Linked DNA regions of Bos taurus: region 2 is linked to region 1. A link is a contact called in public Hi-C data. All regions are on one chromosome and are shown on one strand. Each heading gives the region's core, a stretch centred on a gene start, on an enhancer-like site or on the middle of the called end of the contact. The rest is flanking DNA. Distances are from core to core; before and after follow the strand shown.

Region 1 (5,553 bases), core at 866-3,365:
ATTATTTATCCATTCTCCTATTGATAGACATTTGGATTGTTTGCAAGTTTGTTTTCTTTTAAAACTTCTTTGTGGGCATCACTTATTTCTTTTGAATATGTAACAGGGCATTCATATATTTAGTTTTAAGAAATTGGTGATTTTCCTAAATGACTGTACCAATCTGTACTGCCACTAGTGATAGTGTGAGAGTTCTAGTTGAGCTATAGCCTGAGTATTTTTAGGCATTTTCATTTTATACATTATGATGTAGATATAATAGTATCTTGTTGTGATTTTAATTTTCCTATTGACCAATAATATTGAATACCTTTTCATAAATTTATTGATGACTTTATTTGGGAATCTTCTAATTTAAGAAATTGGGATTCAGTTAAAAACATTTCCTAACTTCCATTGTGATTTCTTTTTGACCCATGGTTATTTAATAGTGTGTTGCCTAATTGTCAAACACTTGGGGACTTTTCTGTTTATCTTTCTCATTGATTTCCAGTTTAACTTTGCTGTGTTCAAAGAACATGTGCTTTGACCACAGGTTCCAGTCCTTTCAAATATGTTGAAACTTGGATGATGTAAGCAGACTACAGAAAACAACTAAAAGGCAAAGAGTGTCAGACTGGATAAAAAACAAAACCCAAGTATATGCTGTTTACAACAGACATGCTTTAGAAATAAGGATACAAAATGGTTAAAAGTAAAAAGATGAGAAAAGATACTAATATACAATAAACACTAAGGAAAATAAAGCAAGGGTAGCTATGTAAATGTCAGACAAAATAGACTTAGAGAAAAAAGTATTACTAGAGACAAAAATGGACATTTCATGTAAGATAAATATGTGAATTAAACAGTAATATATAACAACCTTTAATTTGGATGCGCCTAATAATATAGTTTAAAATATATGTGTGTGTATATGTGTGTGTGTGTGTGTGTGTGTATGTGTGTGTATATAAAGCAAAAGTTAAGAAAAACTAAAAGGATTAATAGACAAATTTCATAATCAAAGTTAGAGATTTTTAGCATCCCCCTCCCAATAATAAGCAGCCAAAAGTATCAGTAAGGATATAAAAATTTAAACATGACTGATCAATTTGACCTCATTGCTGCATGTAGAGCGTTTTACCCCACAGCCGCAGAATACACATTCACTGTAGTGTTTACATGTTGCTTCTGCTCCATTCTCTCTCCTTCTGGGTATCCAGTATTTATGTTAGACCTTTTAACTCTATTCCACGTGTCTCTTATGCTTAGTTCTGTTCTTTTTTCCTCCCTCTGTGCTTTGGTTTGGTTATTTTATATTAATCTGTCTTTGAGTTCCCTAATCCTGTATTTTGCCAAGAACATTGTGGTATTTAGCTCATACAGTGGAATCCTACTCTCAGGTAATGTATTTTTCTAGAATGCCCATTTTACTCTTTTATTGATTCTGTTCCCTGTCTAGAATTTTCCCATATTTTTCTTTAACATTTTAGTCATAGCTGTCTTAAAGTCCTTGACGGGTAACTCTTAACATCTGGATCATTTGTGGGACTGCTTGTTTTTCCTCTTGATTATTACTTCTATTTGCCTGTTCTATTCTCATGTCTAGTAATTTAGTACATGGTGGATAGTGTGCATAAAGAATAATAAAGGCCACAGTTGATTTTCATCTTCTGTCAGATATAGGGTTTAGTTAGGTATGCTGGGTAAGGATCTGGTCATCTCAAGCCAATGAGAGACTGAAATGTGTCAGAACTGGGCTGTAGTTTAGTAAGAGTTGGTCCAAGCCTCATTTGTCCCTGTTTCCTCAGGCATTCTGCTTCCTGACTTTTTATTGAGATCTGGTGAATTTATTTCTTCCCAGTCCTGAATGACTATGAGATTATTTCTGCCCCTTGGACATTTTTAAGTTAGCTCTTTGGCCTCCTACTCCTCATAACTTTCAAGTTTTGCAGCTCTCTTGAGGAGGGGACTGGCTGTGTGCTTGAGTCAGATCCCTTCTTTCTTGCAATGCCTTGTCTCCTAAGCATTGTGACATTATGGGATATTTTATTCCACTCTTTGGCCTAGCTACCTATTCTCTTGCACAGCTCCAGAGTGCAGTAAATGCTCATGATCCCCGTGTTCCCTGTTTTGTAACTGTTTCTCTCATTACACAGTTTTTGAGTGTGTTTGACCAGCCCTTTCATGTGCCTCCCCAACTGTCATACTTCCATCTACTTGCTCTCTCTTCTCTCTCCATTCTCTCTTTAGCTGATCCCAATCCTTCAACTGTTTTTAATGTAGAACTTGATCCTACATTTCCAGACTCAGTGTATTAGTCGCTAAGGTGTCTGTTCCTCGTTTTAAATCTATAAAGCCAGGAGTGGGCTATTTTGTAGTTTCCTTTTCAAGGAACAAAAACCCAATGAAGCTTGGTCCTCTCATGGGCTCTCAGAGGAATGAAGGTGTTTTGTCCTTAGCTAAGGCCCTCCTGGTCTATATTAGGCTCAGGGGAGGACCCCAGACCTGCTGTGGGATACTTCCCCATGGGCTAAAGTTGGACATTAGACTGCTCTCAATCCCCTTTCTCTGGGATTCTGAACAGTGAAAAGTCAGTGTTCAGATGGGGGAGCTGGGGATTGTTTATACTGGTAGCCTGGATGAGATAGAAGGAATTCAGCATAGATAATGGGTTCTGTATGTACAGTACTTTCCAGACCTTTCATATTTAAGTGCTTTGTGGCCGTCTGCTTTATTTTATGCTCCTTGCTTAGAAGTCAGTGAGGAGATGTCTGCTTACACATTGGTCCTTTCTGATCTTGGCCTCTGTTGGCAATACCCATGTTAGGTATAACCTTGCTTGTTGTTTTCTTGCCTTGTAGAGAGTGCCCATTACAGCCTACCCACCCTAATCAGTGAGGGAATCACAAAGTCTCTGGGCTAGAGGAGTCTTTGGAGAGGGTTCAGGCCAGTTGCCCCCTGCAGTAGCAATCATTTTGAAGGTCTTTCTGACATGAGCTTTTTCCATACCTCTCAGGATAGGGAGCTCACTGTCTCCTGACATCATCACTTTGCTTACGGTTTGGGTTTGCCTGGGATAAGACCTTACACCGAGCGAGATCTGCTTTAGGAAGCACATGGTCACACAGCCAGTTGAGTGACAGACCAGGGACCAGGTCAGATTTCCAGACTCCCACCCAAGTGCTTTTCTTGCCACATTGTGAAGGCTTGGGTTCAAGAATAGACCCCAGCTCTCAGAAAGAAGAGGATTCACTGAGATAACCTGTACCTCATGAGAGCAGGGAAAATTGCTGAGATTGGCTGTATGACCAGGAGAAGTGACTAATAGGTGAGAAAAGAATCCTCTAGTCTGGCAGCAATAAATAAATAAATAAATCAAAGAAAGGAAAAAAAGTCTCGATTTGCCTTCTGGTTGACACTTCTAAATATGTTGACCTTGAGTAGGTTACTTTCCTTCTCCTAGCTTGGTTTCTTATATATAAAATACAGAAAATAATCCTTGCCCTTTCTCCCTCTTGTGAGAGTGGTGAAGCTTAGATGAGATGGAAGAAAAGAAGGCTGATGTATCATATGGAGGCATTGGAGAGGGCCTTGGTAATAGTAAGGACTCATATCCTCTTGCCTCACAGGTACGGGAGGCCTTGAGGAAAGCAGAGAAGGAGCTGGAATCGCATAGCTCATGGTATGCTCCAGAGGCCCTTCAGAAGTGGCTGCAGCTGACCCATGAGGTGGAGGTGCAGTACTACAATATCAAGAAGCAAAATGCCGAGAAGCAGCTGCTGGTGGCCAAGGAGGGGGTGAGACCTGCCCTCCTGCTGCACTATTCTCTCCTCCTTGCCCCACTCCCTTCACTTGCCCTTTTTCCTCCTCTCTGCCTCTCTATATCCCTCTGTTGGACAAAAAGACATCCTGGTGTTGGGTTTTGTTTCTTTTCCTGATGCACAGTTTCTAATAATGTCCTCAAGCTCCTGGAGAAGGGAACGAGGGTGCAGGGCTACTCCGACCTGCCTTTTGGGAAAGGTGTGGTGGAGGCAGGTAGAGGGAAGTCTCTGCTGGCCCCAGACTGACACAGGGACAGACTCCTGGTGTCAGGATCCCTCGGCTCCTCTCATTGCTTCTGTTTTCTTTCTTTCCCTACTCTTTCCTCTTCCGTTGGCTTCCATTTTTCTTTCCCATATTCTCTTCCTTTTTCTCATGCCTCCTAAACTGTGCTAGGAGGAGGGGGAGCCAGCCACAAAATAATGTTTTTAATTTTTCCAGCCTATACTCCCTGCTCTTTTTAAGCTGAGGGCCTCATCTTTGCAGGCTGAGAAGATAAAAAAGAAGAGAAACACACTCTTTGGCACCTTCCATGTGGCCCACAGCTCTTCCCTGGATGATGTGGATCACAAAATCTTAACAGCTAAGTAAGTCACACCTGCTGCCCAGCTCTGGCGATGTCCATCCCATCCTCAGAGTTGGAGGGTGTCCAGGGCCTCCAGTCCCGATTCTGTTTCTTCACTGGAAGAGGTACAGCTCTGGTCTCCTGCCTCAGCCCTTAACTACCTCCCACACTGCTCTTAAGTCTATGATTTAAGTGTGCTTCTTACATACACGTACTGCCCCCTGCCCCTGCAACTTGTTCCTCTGAGAAGATGACTCCTTTCTCCTGGGGCTTAAGCCCAGCCCATGCCTCCCATTTTCTTTCTTCTCTCTCCAGGCAAGCTCTGAGCGAGGTGACAGCAGCACTGAGGGAGCGCCTGCACCGCTGGCAACAGATTGAGATCCTTTGTGGCTTCCAGATTGTCAATAATCCCGGCATCCATTCCCTGGTGGCTGCCCTCAACATAGACCCCAGCTGGATGGGTAGCACACGCCCCAACCCCACCCACTTCATCATGACTGACGACGTGGATGACATGGATGAGGAGATTGTGTCGCCCTTGTCCATGCAGTGTAGGTGACCTCTTGGGTAGGGATGAGGGAAGGAGGCTTTGATGTGCAGACTGGGAAGTCTGCTGGTCTCTGCCGTGCTTAAGCCAGATATGGGGCAGAAGCCAAGATGGTTTAACTCATTACCTTGGTTCATAAAGCACAGCCTGCATCAGGTATTCCTTTATGGTTGTCCTGTTAGTGGTTTCCCTTGCTGTATGCTCCATCTGCCCTATGGGTCTATTGTGTTAAGCGTGTCTCCCTCACTCTCTATGTTTTTTTAATCCTTTTATTCTCCTTCCCCCCTTCCGTTCCTATCTACCTTTATAAAAATAACCTCCTTTAGAGATTCATAACATAAAAATGGCATTCATTTGACTGTTGCTTTTACCTGTTTTAATTTTATATTCCTTATTTTTAATTGCTAAGTAGATAAATGATGTCTCTTTCTGTTTTTTCACGTGAGGCCCCAGGAAGCAATAGTCCCTTACAGTGATAAAGCCCCAAATCCTCCAAGCCAGAAAGACGTTCTTGTCCAGGAGGGATCTCCTGCACAAGCATTTCCGCCTTTCCATCTGAACTTGGCCATCCCTGCCCGCTCCGACCTCTGTCCTGGGTCTTCCCTCTCCCTGTTCTCCCTGCAAGTGTTGAGAGCTG
Region 2 (5,553 bases), core at 1,109-3,608, 190 kb before region 1:
TCTGTTAGGGCCAGTTTTCCAACATACAGTTGTTAATAAATATTTGTACAATCAAATGAATTAACTTATGTCAACTAGCTTTTGTGAGCACTTACTACATATAGGGCCTGTGACTGGATGGCCATTTCCCAGAGATGAATAAAGCACAGGCCCTAACGTCTGAAAAGTCATAATCCAGTGGGGTGGTGGAAGACAGATATGTATATGGTCCAATTCTGGACTTGAGGTGGTTGAGTAGAAGTTTCTGAGGAGAAGATCTTAAACTGTATCTTTCAAAAAATATATATTTATTCATTTATTTGCCTGTGCTGGGTCTTGGATGCAGCACGTGGGATATCCCATCTTTGTCGAAGCATGCAGGATCTTTAAATTGCAGAATGTGGAATCTAGTTCCCTCACCAGGGATTACTCCCCTGCCTTGGGAGTGCAGAGACTCAGCTGCTGGACCACCAGGGAAGTCCCTTGAATTGTATCTGGAAGAATGAGAAGTCAGCCTTGTGAGGGAGTTGATGGGGGGGCCCTGGAGGGGAAGAGAGTGTTTTAGGTAGAAGCCACAGTAGCTACGAGGGCTGGGAGGTGGCTGAGATTCCATGTGCTTGAGGAACTTAAGACCAGTGTTACCGAAGTTTAATAAGAGAGTGGGGAGAGTGGTAGTAGATGACGTCGGAGGTGTATTTTTATATTAACAGCCTAACTCTTAAGCCCGGCAGCTGTTGGGCAAATCCGTGTTCCCGATCTTCAGAGGGCTTGCTCAGAACAGGTAGCTGGCTTAGCACGGTCAGGGTAGGGCCGGGGCCTAATCCCTTCTCCTGCCGCCGGTGCCAAGGACAGGGCAGGGCACAGAGCAGGTTTCAGTAAAGATCTGCTGACAGCACACTTGAGAAGAGAACAGGAAGTGCAGGCTCTGTTGAGGGAGGCCCAGACGCTTCTCCCTCTTTATAGGGGCACTCGTTCTCAAGTCGCTACCACCCTCAAGCCACACACAGAGCTGGGAGAATGAGATGCAGGGAGGAACCTACACAGGCCCTACCCGCAGAAACCTCAGAGGGGAGGGGGTAGGGGGACGGGTAGGAAAACGGGCTGAGAGAGTTAAGGGAGGGCATCCTACTTAGCTTGGATGGCGGGAGGAGTGGGGGGAAGCAGGTCAGGAAGGCAGATATGGGGCCCTTTGGCCATTTAGGAATGTGTGGGGCCATTTTACCTATACAGGTTTGGACGCTTCGATTTGTTTTCTGGCATCATTCCTTCTGAAAACACTAGCAGGCCCCAATGAGTTTCCCCCCGGGGCGGGTCCTCGCTCTAATTCCTCAGCCCTCTGCAAAGGGGCAGGGCCTCCCAGCGAGCTCCGATCCGGGCCGCATAACCTAGCTTTGCCCACCAGGGGCCGCTGCACAGGGGTGACTAAGCGCGCGGGTTCCTAAGCTGCAGAGAGGCGGAAGCCGATTGGCTGCGGGGCGCGGCGAGAGGGGCGGAGCCTGGGATGCCGGCCGGGAGTAGGGGGCTGGGAACGCGCCCCCGGCTGAACCGGGCCGGGTCGTTGTGGCCTCGGGCAGTACCCGGCGGCAGTCGTAGTGTCCAGGCCCTCTGCCCTGCCCGGCTCTAGAGCTGAGGCGAGTGGATCGGCACCGAGGCCCGGAGATCCGGGCTACTGTCATCATCGTCGCCGCCGCCGCAGGCCTGGGTTACCTGAGCGACTTGCGTGTCAGGGCCAGCCAGCCCGTCCGTTTGCGGGCGGTTAGCACGGGAGAGACTCTAGTGGGCCAAAGGGAGGCTTGGGACCCGACCCTTGGCTGGGGAGAGGGATCCTAGAGGAGACTAGCGCTGGCCGGGAGAGCCCTCCGGGGTCTGTGGGTGCCGGACGGCTGCCTACAACAGGTTATTCCGGGATAAGCCCGGCGCTGGGGCGGGCCCGGGCTTCGCTGGGGGCCGGGCGGCGCTGGGCGGGCCTGCGGGAGAGCACGCCCCCGCCCGCCCCGGGCCCGCCCCGCGCCTCCCGCCGCACGCCCGCGAGCCTCTATCCCGGGCCTGGCCCGTGCGCGTCCGCCTGCTGAACCTGGGCACCGCCGGCCGGGGCACGGGACTGGGCGGGATCGCTGACCTCGGCCTTGGAGGCCTGGGATCCCCGAGCCACCCGCTCCCGCGGGGGCCTCGAAGTCGCACGCCCTCCCCGAACCTGCGCTGCTCGCGGATTCCCGGCGGGGCGAAGCCAGGTGCCCCCTTCTTCTCCTCCTTTTTCTCCCTCCCCCACTCCGGTGCCCGCGGGAGGTCCCGCCCGCTCACCCACTCCCCAAGGGGTGTAGCCGGCTGCGGAGCGGACAGCGGCTCCGCGGCCACCTTGTCCAAACTCTCCGGAAGCGGCTCGAGCTGACAGGGCACTCAGGCCGTCGCAGCTCCAGCGGACCCACAGTTGGGCCGGAGACGCCGGCCTTCCTCCCGCTCCCAAACTTGGAGCACTTGACCTTTGGCTGTCGGAGGAGGCAGACGCGCGGGTGGCTGGACAGCTGCGGCACCTCGAGGGCATCTTGCCTGGGGTTCCAGGACCGGGCTCCCGACTTTGCCTCTGAGATCCTGAGGTGTCTCCATCAGGCGCATGTTGACTGAGACCTGGAGTCATGGATGTGTGCGCTCGTCTTGCCCTGTGGCTCCTTTGGGGGCTCCTCCTGCATCACGGCCAGAGCCTCAGCCAAAGCCACAGCGAGAAGGCGACCGGCTCCGGCGCCAATTCTGAGGAGTCCACTGCAGCAGGTAAGGCCTTGCCACGGGCAAGAACTGAGTTGCCCAAGTGGGGAAGTTTGAACAGTCGGTTCTACACTTGTGATTGATGGAGGACCCACTCATGACACTGCCAGTTTTTAGGAGTCCAGGGAGTTCTTTCCGTTCAGGAGCTATTGCTGATGTCTTTTGAACAACTTTCTTCATCCCTTCTCAGGATGTCTTTTGTTGGCAGAGAAAGACGGTTTGCTTCTGGCGCACCTTGGCCTTTCAGATCAGCGAGTCAAGACCCTGTCTCAGGACTACTTGTCTGGAATAATGGCCCGGGCAGATGATAAGTCTATTGCTCTTGGCCAGTTTCAGCACTTGGCAGCACAGGGGAGGTTGAGGCTACTTGGACTGGGCAGGGAAAGTCAGGACTGAGCCAGCTTTATTACTCTGTAAGTTAGTGTTGAGGTGTGCCTTGCTATTCCAGTGAGTGTGGGAACCCTATTTCCTCCCTGCCCTTAGGTAATCTGCTGTCTCCTAGCTGTGCCCATTTGAAATATCAAAGCAGTTCCTTAGATGGAATGCTGTTTATCACTAGGGAGTTAAATGGACTTTTCTTGACATAGGCATGATATAATTCCTGGGACCACTTGTTGACTTACTCTGTTTCTTCTGACTGATGATGGTAGGAGTTCCACAATATTTTTGATCTGTCCTGCTTTTTCCTGTGTACTCATCGAGCCTTGTCAAAAAAGTAGGAGCCCTGGTGCTCTGTTGCAGGAAAAAAAAAAAAGCACCTTTAAAATTCAGTTGTTTTATACAAGGCTTAGAAGGAATCCAGTTTTTTACCCTCATGTCTCTCACACTGTCACTGGGATCTGCCCAAAGCAGTGGGCTGCAGAGTAAGGAGAATTTATAGCTGGATTCTTTCTACGGATGGGCAAGCTCAGGTGAGGGGTAGCCTCGGTGAATACCCATTGATACAAGGAGGAAAAGGAAGTGTCATGGTGGCCAGGAAGTTTCATGGATGGATTCTGGGGCTGGCTTTGGTGGTAGACCCTTTCTTAGGTAATCCCCCTTTAAGTTCCTTGACTGGGCTGGGTGTGATTATAGGTACCTCAAGGGTTAACTTACAAATGAGGCCAGAAGTTGCCTTATGTATAAGCATGGCACCTAGGATGTAGCTTTGAAGATAGGACCTCCTTGCATATTGATCCTGTTTCGCCACACATTGTCTCCTTGGCCCCTGAAACTAACTGAAAGCTTGGTTCTCACTGGGCTGTGAAGGGGAAGACTAGTAGGCCGATGTAGGTCAAACTGTGAAGAAGACTTGAGGAGCATTTCTGCTGTCCCAGTGACATCCCTGTTTGTAACTAATAATATGTTCCTTTTTCACCCTAAAATAGGAGTGCCTGATGTAAAATGAATATATATATATATATTTTTTTTTTTTGGTCAGTGAGGAACAGTTCTATATTTTAGACACGTGCTAAAAGGGATGAAGTTTTGAATTTAGGCACTAGCTAGCTGTCAGGAAGATTTGTGTGTTTGTGTATGCCATAGGTAAGAGGCATTCCTCATCTCTCATAACCACCCCCTGAATGAAGCTTACGGAGACAGCCCTCCACACAATGTATTTTAGAGGCCTGGTTATGTTGATTATACTAAAGCTTCTCTTTTGGTTTTTTTCTTCCTCTCAGTTCAGAAATTACTTTCTGTTGTCACAATAATATTGAACCCCAGGCAGGAAATCTTAGAGACCCAGGTGCTGGGAATGGCTATGGTTTGTGGTAAACTGGAGGCCCCAGCACTGTTGTCCTGGTAGGTTGTCCCTTTGCGCCTGTCTGGGGCTTTGTCTCCGACTCAGATAGGAACTTGTTTCTGCAGAGAGGTAGTCTGGGCTCGTGGATTCGGTTTGGTGAGGAGGTTTTTACACAGCCTTTCGATTCCCTCTGTATCCTCAGAACTCAGGAGTTTTACTTAGCCTTAAAACAGCCACTTTTCTAAGTCAGAGTCAACATATCTAGTCAATTTGTAGGTTTTCTAAAGTTTGTATGTTACAACCACACAGCTATTTTTCCCCATGAAAGTCTTGCAAATGCTCAATTAGAATGTGGGGCAGGTGGTATTATCCCTGTTTTTATTGTTGAAGAAACTGGGTCCTATGCTCAGTTTTCTAATCTTAGGACCTAGCCTTCTTCCAACTTTGCAGGCCCTGCCCTGTTAAAGGAGCACTAAGCAAGGGCAAGAGAATGTTAGTTTCCTCCTGGTGAGTTAGTGGGCCCTAGTGAAAGATCCAATAAAAGGGCTTTATTTTTCTCCTCTGGAGGGTCTTCTGCAGGGGCCCGAAAATTGCATTTTTTGTCTTGTTGGATGTATATATGTCTATCATAAAGGTCTAGCTCTCTAGGGAAGGCAGTGCTCTGCTAGGAGAACTTACTGAGCTGTAGAGAAGCCATTCCTGTCACCTCTGGCTCTTTGGTGCCTGTATACCCAGCTGTGCTAAATTACTTTTTCAGTAAAGATCTGTGCTTGATGGTGGTGCTGCTCTGGGGCTGGCACTTGTGAAACTGGCCTGAAATTGATGCCTGGAACCTCTCTTAGTCTCTGGACCCTGTTGTCTCTAGAAACTCAAAATGTTCCTGCAGAATGTGTGTGAGGGGTCCCACATGAGTCTGGGGTTGTGACTGCCAGTGTTGGTTGAGGGCCTCTACTCAGAAACTGTGGTTTGACTCAGCAGAGCTAGAACAGGGCCTTGGAGGAAAGGCATCTAGGCAGTCTACAGAGTGCAGGTTGGCTTCTCAATCAACTGCTAATGGAGTGGGAGGCCAGAGTCCTGCCTGCCCACCCAGC

The links. A called contact is a pair of places that touch in the nucleus more often than the background predicts.
Region 2: a Hi-C map of liver shows a contact between it and region 1, with 6 times the contacts expected there. The contact joins the promoter of STIM1 here to the enhancer-like site in region 1. A contact is called at or near these places in 6 of 11 Hi-C or Micro-C datasets (blastocyst, blood, liver and 2 more).

Annotation. Positions count from the first base shown.
Region 1 is chr15:51,021,278-51,026,830 of ARS-UCD2.0, reverse strand. It overlaps STIM1 (stromal interaction molecule 1), which reads left to right. Exons shown (of 12, transcript NM_001035409.1): 8 at 3,615-3,782; 9 at 4,291-4,391; 10 at 4,685-4,920. Among named protein-coding and RNA genes, the nearest start is that of RRM1, 14 kb to the right of the region's middle. Within about 2 kb of position 2,115, at least 2 of the 102 cell types and tissues checked have an H3K27ac peak or open chromatin away from gene starts, as enhancers often do. A contact at or near this core is called in liver, where this site is marked.
Region 2 is chr15:51,213,431-51,218,983 of ARS-UCD2.0, reverse strand. It overlaps STIM1 (stromal interaction molecule 1), which reads left to right and starts at 2,358. Exons shown (of 12, transcript NM_001035409.1): 1 at 2,358-2,745. The coding sequence starts at 2,613.